Regions from separate parts of the Sus scrofa genome. Here region 2 is linked to region 1. A link is a contact called in public HiChIP or PLAC-seq data. All regions are on one chromosome and are shown on one strand. The core of a region is the stretch at or near the end of the contact, and the rest is flanking DNA. Distances in the headings are between cores, read along the strand shown.

Region 1 (4,492 bases), core at 1,602-4,101:
CCTCCACGGCCCCAGTGCCCACCGAAGCACACTGTGTGTGGCCGGCCCCCCGGGGGCCCCATTGGTGACCTTGTCCCTCTCCCTGGGCCAGCCCTGCCCCCGACCCCACCCCCAGGCCTTCCTGTGGGACGCAGGGCGCCTGCAGACCTGGCATGGCAGGAGCAGGGCCACTCTGCCCGTCTGCTCTAGCTTCGGCTGTGTCCTTATCTTTTGAAGAACCAGCTTCTGCCTCTGCTGGTGCATTTACTTTCTGCTCTGTTCATTCCTGTTCTCATCTCGTTTCTGCTTTGGGGGGCTGGTTTTGAAACTGACAGCACTAACGGCCTGAAGCTAGCCAAACCCAGATGGGGACTTGAACCCACGGTTTTCACTGAGAGTCACTCACCCCGTGTCTGGACTCACTGAGGTTCAGGTTCTTCAAGTCTCGGCGCAGAAGGAATTCAGCCAGAGAGCAAGTGACAGGCAGGAAGTAGACTTGTTAGGATGGGACGCTTGGGAGAGACGCAGGCGGGCAGGCGAGGAGGCTGGGCCCCTGCCTCCCGTGGGCGACGGTTTCATCCTCCGGGGGGAGGGGGGGTGGGAAGAGCCCGCCTCTCCCTTTCGGGAGGAGCAGCTTCTCCTTGATGTCCCGCAGGGTGTGTATTCAAATCCGCGGAAGGGCGCTCCTCAAACTCCGGCCCTTGGTCTGATTCCGAATGCAGGCCTCACCCCGTCCCCGACCCAGTGACTTGAGGCAGTTCTTGCACCTCCGCTAGTCAGGCCAGCCTGCCTTGTGCGGATGGGTTTTTTGAGCAATTTATTAAGTTACAGTGATCTCCCGAGGTCTCCTAAGTTTCCCTCCTTATCTGTGGTCCTTTATTGGGACTTTTAAAACTACCTGTGTCTACTCCATCGCTGTCCATTTGCGCAGGTGTCTTATCCACGTTCTTAGGTGAACATTCTTTCTCTCGACGTGAGCTGTGAGCTTGTGTAGTTCTCTCCGGGTTCAAGTGGAGGTGCTTTTGTCCGTTCTAATGTGGACTATTCCAGTTCTAGGTCATAGTAGCTCATTTGTAGCCTATTTGAAATTTCTTCCATGATTATTTTTTCTTGGAAAAAATGGGATATTAAGAAGTGTTTTTCAACTGGAGGTGTGAAGTTTTTCAGATAGTCTTTTTGTTACCGATTTCCGACAGAGCGTGTTCCGGCTGGAAGTAACTAAGCCTTTAGACATTTTGCGACTTGCTTTGCGGTCCATGGTTCTGGCTTCACTGTGCACTTAGAAGGCTTGAAGCCCCGCGCCAGGTGCAGACTCCGAAATCCGCTTGTTAAATCAAGCCGGGCGGCGGTAGCACGTTGTGTGCGGAGTTAGAAGGTGCCAGAAGGTGACAAACGCTGTGGAGAAATAAAAGCGATGGAGGCAGACACATGCTTGAGGGCGGTTTTCCGTGGTTCTGAGAAACGTGGTCCAGGAGGGCCTTGCCGTCCAAGGAAGGCGTCGGCCCCCTCGCTCCTCCTACCGAGGGGGCTTCCAGGCGCTGGCCCCCACCCTTGGCCCTCAGGGCACATTATCTATGAATCAAAGATCCCCGTGTTTGTGGGGCGCATGTTACAGTGGGGGAGCAGCGGACGGCTGGGAACGCAGGGAGCGAAATGCTTGGTGGGGGCGCGGGCGGGCTCGGCAGTGAGGACCCCGGTCGTGGCCGGGGCGGGGCCCTGGTGGAAGCAAACGCCTGCTCTAGAAGGAGCAGGGAGGACCGTGGGGGGATGGGAGCCCCAGGCCCAGCCCGGAGAGGAATCGGGGCCCGAGGAGGAGAAGCGGGCTGCGCTGGGGCACCCGCCGTGTTTTCCACCCAGTCCTGCTTGCTGTGCCGAGGGTTCCCAACCCGGAGCCCCCACTGTGCTCGTGAGGTGAGCGTGTGCCGCGTAGAAGCGGCTGCTCCCGGCCTTCATCCAGCAGGAGCGCTCAGCCTCCCACACCTGCCGCTGCTGGCAGAAGAGTGGCAGTAGGACAGTAACGAGTAGCAGGCCAGCCTGCCGGCCCGCCAGCCTGCAGCCCTCCGTGGTGGGGACCTCCGGCTTCGAGAGCCAGAGGCATTTTCCCACGTGCCTTAAGTGGTTGAATTACTGACCAGCATCCCCGGCGTTCCTCCTGGACCCTAAAGTCTGAACCGGACCTCCTTGCTCCCCTCGACACAAGCTCAAGTCCCACGTGTCCAGCTCCCGTTGGACGGCCTTCTGCAGCTCCCCCCCACCATGGCCCACGCGCCCTGGAAGGACGCTGCAGTCCTTGATGGGCCTTTGAGCCCCAGCCAGAGCACCCTGGTTTCCAGAAAGCACGGGGGGGTGCGGGGGAGGGGGGCATGGCTGCCCAGAGGGGCGGCCTCCATCGCTGCCCCTGCCCTGTGCCAAGGGAGGCCCGTCACCCTGAGAAACGCAGCCCAGCCCTAGGCCGCCCTCTGCTGCCTGCTCCTCTTCTTCCTCCGAGTGGACGAAACAGCTTCTATTTTTAAATGTTTCAACCGTTGCTCTTAAGTAATATTGGTTCCTACTGCAGGCCAGCTGTTGGGTGAAATACGCACCCAAACGTTTGCAGGTTGCTGAGAAGGAAATTCTGAAATGCTTTCTTCCCCGTGTTATGTAAACGTGACCTTAGGTAAGCGAGAGGCCGAGGACAGTTGCACAGGAGCTGGGTGGCCTTCCTAGACCACGGGGACTGTCTTCAGTGTTCAGACAGAGTGTTTTCACCCACGGGCTTCAGCGCAAGCAAAATGGCTTTTGGAGAGTGACTCGTGATTTATGCTGGTGTGAGCAGAGCCCTGGCCCACGGTGTGGGCGGGGGCAGAGGTGGGGGCAGGTGTTCCAGGGGTGTGGCCAGATTGAATCCAGGAGTCAGCGGTGGCCGCCCGAGTGACCTGGGCAAGAGCCAGACCTCTCCCACTGGCCTCCCCATCCCCAGTGTCCTGTCCTAGGGCTGTGACCACTGGGGTCACAGCAGGGGGCCGTGGGGACTAAACATGACGATAGAAGGAAGGCTCTTGCAACAAGTGCCCGGCGACAAAACACTGGGTTTTGTTATCATTGCTGTTTTATTGCCATTGCACTGTAATTGTGCGACCTTGGCGGTCCTGTCTGGGAACACCTGTTTATAAAGTTCAGGCAGCATCTCAGAGGGGTCGCCCTGTCTGCGCTTTTCCCGGGGGGCACGTTTGTCCTTGGTGGCTGCCCTTCTCTGTGAGAGCTCAGAGCACCTGTCCCCGTTTTTTGCACCAGGCAGGCCTGGTTCCATGTCTCGTTTCCCGGAAGCACATCAGTGCAGCGGTCGAAAGCCAAGTTCCCAACGGCACGCCAGGTTTTTATTTACAGCTCTTGCAAATATTTCCAAAAGACAGTTTCCCTTCTTGGGGGGACACGGAAGGATTTAGAAACTTTCAAAGGATTTTCTAGAGCGCATCCGGGGGACCTTAGGAAATGGGGGAGGGATCGAACCCTTTTTCTTCTTCGTGACGTCACAGCACAGGAGTGCAGGAGGCTGTGCTCGCCCAGATTGCATTGAAATAACATGGAATAGTAGTGACTCGGGCTTCAGGAAGGCCAGGAAACTGCAGTGCGATGGTGGATATGTTTCTGAACCAGGATTCCGTGTGGCCGGGTGGCGTCCTCCAGAGCCGCCCAGGACAGGCGGGGTCCTGGGACCGAGGGCTGCCCTTGTAGTGCCACGTGGGCATCTAAGCCACCTGGTTTTCTGTAGCCTCAGATTAGGAGCGCTTTCTGCCTTGTGGACATGGTGTATTCTTCCGGAGACAAAGCCATCGCAGCCTCTGTAGAGGAGAGCTCTGTCTCTTCCAGGTTCTCGGAAGTCAGTCGCTTCGGCTCATCAGTTCAGAGGACCTTTGAAAAACAGCCTCAGGAGAGGGTCAAGCCAGGCTGATGGGCTCTCCAGCAAGGAAGAGTCGGGCTGCAGGGAGCTTGTCGAGCTTATCGTGCCGTGGGCGCCGTCCTGACTGGGTGGAAAGAGTGAGTCTGCTGCGTGGAATTGTCCCAGACCCTTCGCTCGGGCCACCCCAGACGCAGCTGGAGGCGAACCTGCTTGCGGGGTGCTTGGCACTGCTGGCTGCTATCGTTGCAACGACCCTGGAACCATATGCATGTTTTACTTCGTGGTATTCGTGAGAAAACTCTGTTTCTTTAAAAAACGACTCATTGCTACCCGTCTTTTACCCGTTTGACGTTAAAATACTTTATTCCATGCAGTTGCCGAAACAACGGCGGTTAATCGAGGAAGCAAAATGTGGGTCGTTGTTAAAGCTGGGTACCCGGGCATTCGCGGTGCCCCTCTCTGATTTGGGGTGTCTTTGAAGCTTTCTGTAACGAAAGGGTTGGTGTGGGTTTTTGTAATGCTGCAGACTGGCTCCTGAAACCCTCTTTCAACGGTCGTCTCCACATTTCTGCCCTGCCCCTAAAAGCCCACGTAAACTTTTCCACGTTGCAAGCTTTAGCGAGTCTACGGATT
Region 2 (4,187 bases), core at 727-3,226, 89 kb before region 1:
GGCCAGTGCTTGGCCCTCTCCTTCCTTGCGTTTCCAGCCACTGCCACCCGCCTTGCGTTTCCCCAATGACCGAAGCGTCTGTGCATCAAGCAGCTCCATAGCTCTTTCGGGGAAGTGCCGTTTAAATCTTTTGCTCCTTTGAAAAATTGGCTTGTCTTTCTTTTCTCTGCCGATTGGGAGGAGGTGTTTACGCAGACGAGAGACGGGGCCTTTGCGGGTTCTTTGCGTTGCTGTTTCCTCTCGGATGATGCGCTGCCTCTTCTCCTTCTTAAAGATGCTCTTTGATGAACAGGTGTTCTTACTTGTAACAGAGTCCAGAGACTGGTCCTTTTCTTCACGCCTGCTTGAATGCTGTGAAGGTGGTCGGTATTAATTTCTAGGAGCTTCGCTGTTTTACCAGGTGGGTCTGTGGTCTACCTGGAATTGATTAAGAAAACAGGGGATGGAGTCATAACTGAGGGTGACCTTTCCCGTGCAGGTGTTCAGTTGGTCCAAGCGTGTGTGTCAAAAAGCTCCACCCTTTCTCCACTGCTCTTGTCACGAGTCACGTTCCGTCCGTCTGTGTCTGCCCTGGACGTCGTCTGTGCGCCTTGACCAACGGAGCTTCGGAATGAGCCACCGCTCCCACTGATGTCTGTCCTCCAGCTTTGGGAGGGCCGTTTTAAAGGCTGTCTTGGATCTTCTCGGCTCGCTGCCTTTCCGTCCGAATTTTAAAGTCAGCTTTTCCGTTTCAGCAGGACACCTACGGGCATCTCCATTGGGATTGTGTTGATTTGCATGTAAAATCACGTGGTTCGAACCTTCCAGTCCATGAAGATGGTATGCCTACTTATCTGGGCCTGCTTTCATTTTTTCTGTCACATTTTTTGGTGGTGTGCAGTGTAGAGGTCTTTTATTTCTTTGGTTAGATTTATTTTTAGGTATTTTTTCAGGTGTGCTTATTAAGATTTTATTTTTTATTTGTGTGTTTGAAATACAACTCATTTGTAGGGATGCCTGCTATGGATGCATGGGTGAAGAATTTGACAGTTAGTGTCCATAAGGATGCAGGTTCCATCCCTGGCTTAAGTGGGTTAAGGATCTGGTGTTGCTGTGAGCTGTGGTGTAGGTCGCTGCTGCAGCTCCATTTCGAACCCCTAGCCGGGGTACGTCCATATGCCACAAGGCCGCTGTAAAAAGAAAATTAAAAAAAAAAAAAAAGAAATACAGCTCATTTTTGTGTGGCTACTTTGCCTCTAGGCAGCTTAGTATTATACTAGTTTATCTGGAGCATCTTTAGAATTTTTATGTGTACTGTCTGTGTCTGTGGATCTTAGATGTTTTATTTTTTTGTTGCTGGTTTTTGAGCCTTTTGCGTCTTTGCTTTGCTTCGTTGCAGTGTCTCGGGCCTGCATTCAAGTGTTAAACAGAACTGGTAAAACAGTGAACATCTTGCTTTGTTCAAACAGCAAAGGCAGTTTTTCAGCCTTTAATGTTCATCGTGCATGAGAGTTGCCACACGTTTCCTGTCCTGGTGTCTCAGACCAGCGCGGTTCTCCTCTGTGCTTAGCTGGCTGCGTTTTTCCCACTAGCAGGTGTTAAAATGTTTGGCAGAGCGATATTGCAGGTACTTGACTTTTGCATTCTACAAAAAGGCACTTTGATTTGGTTCAACTTAATGTTAGATTTTGTTCTGCCTCAATTAATCGCATGAGTTTTCCCCTTTGTTTGTTGTGTGGGATGAATTTTCTCGAATGCCTTTTGAATGTTCACCAGCCTTCCGTTTCGTGGTGAATCCAACTGGATTATCATGTCTTCTTCTTCCTCTATACTCCTGGGCTCATTTTACTTGTATTTGGCTTATTTTTTTTCATCTAAATTCACGGGTGAGATTGGCCTGTAATTTTCTTTTCTCAAAGTGCCTTTGTTGGGTCTGAAGGCGAAGGTTATACTGGCCTCTTCCAATGGGAGGAGAGCTTTCTCTCTTTCTATTCCTGGAATTGGCAGAGTTTCTCTTGAAAGAGTCAGATGGTATATATTACAGATTTTGCGGAACAAATGTGGTCTCTATTGCATATTTTTCTTCTTCCTATTTTGTTTAAAAAACCATTTACAAATGTAAGGAGTTCCCATCCTGGCGCAGTGGTTAACGAATCCGACTAGGAACCATGAGGTTGCGGGTTCGATCCCTGGCCTTGTCCAGTGGGTTGGGGATCTGGCGTTGCCGTGAGCTGTGGTGTAAGTCGCAGATGCGGCTCGGATCCTGCTTTGCTGTGGCTCTGGTGTAGGCCAGCGGCTATAGCTCCGATTAGACCCCTAGCCTGGGAACCTCCATATGCTGTGGGAAGTGGCCCTAGAAAAGGCAGAAAGACCAAAAAAACCTGAAATTTACAATGTCAAAACCAGTCTTCCTTAGGAGACTGTACAAAATTGGCCCACAGATTGATGAGGCCTGTGGGCCAGAGTTTGCTGTCCTTGTTGGATTTTTTTTGAGTTTATATCAGATGGATGTTATTTCTTTCTTGAATATTTGGAAGGATTTACTGCAGACCTACCTTGGAGTTTTCTTTGTAGGAAGATGAGTAAGTCACACCCTCAACTGATGTAGGACTATGCAAATTTTCTATTTTTCTCGTGTCAGTTTTCATGTGTTTAGCGTTTCTCAGAATGATTTTTATTCCATCTAACATTTTGACCGTGTGGATTTATAGTTTTTAAAATACTCTCTCACAAGGAGTTCCCCCGGTGGCGCAACAGGATCAGCGGCGTCTCTGCAGCGCTGGACACAGGTTCGATCCCCAGCCTGGCAGAGTGGGTTAAGGGTCTGGTGTTGCCACAGCTGTGGCGTAGAGCACAGCGATGGCTTAGGTCTGATCCCTGGCCCAGGACCCCATGTGTTGCAGGGCAGCCAAAAATGAAAAAACAAAAAAACCTCTCTCATTATTTGTAAGATTTGTACAGATGTCGCCTTCTTCATTCTTTTTTTTTTGTTTTGTCTTTTTGCCATTTCTGGGGCCGCTCCCATGGCACATGGAGGTTCCCAGGCTAGGGGTTGAATCAGAACTGTAGCCACCGGCCTACGCCAGAGCCTTAGCAACACGGGATCTGAGCTGTGTCTGCGGCCTCCACCACAGCTCACGGCAACGCCGGATCCCCAACCCACTGAACGAGGCCAGGGGTCACACCCGCACCCTCATGGTTCCTCGTCAGATTTGTTAACCACTGAGCCACGAAGGGAACTCCACCTTCTTCATTCTTTATGTTGTTTGTTCTCCCCCTGCCCCGGACGTGTTAGGATAATTATATCAATATTTTTAAACAGCCGTGTTTCAATTTCTTGAGTCTGTTAGATTTTCAAAATCAATTTCTGCTCTCCTTGCTATTATTTCCTTTTACTCCCTGGATTTATTTTGCTTTTTTTTTAAACTAAGGTAAATATTTAGGTTGCTGGTTTTTTTTCTGATTTTCTTCTCTCGTACCACATGCACTTAAATCTGTCATTTTCTCCTGTGTGTGACTGCGCTGGATTGCATGGGAGTTTTAATGTCATTTTTCATTACAATTCGGTTGAGAATAATGCCCGGTTTCCTTTTCGGTTTCTTCTTTGACCCATGGGTTATTTTATTTCTCTCTGCAGCCTTTTGTGCATTTCTCAGTCTCTTGCTTTGGTTATTGATACCTACTTTAATTTCACTATGGTAACTGAATTTACTGTATGTAATTTCAGTTTTGGAAAATTCTTTGAGTGTTTGCCTTATCATTGCATGGTCAGTTTTATAAATAGTTTGTATGCCTTTGAAGAGAACGTGTCCATTAAGAGGCATCAATTCTGCATCCGTCAGTCAAGTCAAATCTGTTCATCCTGGTGTTCAGATCTTCTGTCACTTGACTGATTTTATTGTCTGTTCTTTCCGTCGGGGACTGAGAGTGAGTGACTTTAGCCATTTTTAAATTCCCTGTTGTACTTGCGGGTAGGTGTTATTCTCCTCTTAGTTGTCAGTTTTTGCGTTTGTGTCTTTGACGCTATTTAAAGCCCATGCAGACTTAGGCTTCTAGACCTTCCTGTTGCAATAGCCACCTCGTTACCACTGTGACATGTCCCCGGGGGCTGGCCTTCTCCTCGCACGTCTGGTGTGTAAGCCTCTCAGCTGGGAGCCTCGGGTGCTGGAGTGACCCCGTCACCTCGGCAGGCTCTGAACCCGCTTCTC

What was found. HiChIP or PLAC-seq counts read pairs in DNA pulled down with a chosen protein or histone mark.
Region 2: a contact with region 1 is called in an H3K27ac HiChIP or PLAC-seq map of alveolar macrophages. The contact joins two enhancer-like sites. A contact is called at or near these places in 2 of 47 Hi-C or Micro-C datasets (heart right ventricle and psoas muscle) and 1 of 2 datasets of contacts at active chromatin or transcription factors (alveolar macrophages).

The regions. Positions count from the first base shown.
Region 1 is chr15:138,507,475-138,511,966 of Sscrofa11.1, reverse strand. The region is part of intron 3 of HDAC4 (histone deacetylase 4); the gene reads left to right. Among named protein-coding and RNA genes, the nearest start is that of HDAC4, 150 kb to the left of the region's middle. Within about 2 kb of position 2,851, at least 14 of the 83 cell types and tissues checked have an H3K27ac peak or open chromatin away from gene starts, as enhancers often do. A contact at or near this core is called in alveolar macrophages, where this site is marked.
Region 2 is chr15:138,595,615-138,599,801 of Sscrofa11.1, reverse strand. All of the region lies in intron 2 of HDAC4 (histone deacetylase 4), which reads left to right. Among named protein-coding and RNA genes, the nearest start is that of HDAC4, 60 kb to the left of the region's middle. Within about 2 kb of position 1,976, at least 2 of the 83 cell types and tissues checked have an H3K27ac peak or open chromatin away from gene starts, as enhancers often do. A contact at or near this core is called in alveolar macrophages, where this site is marked.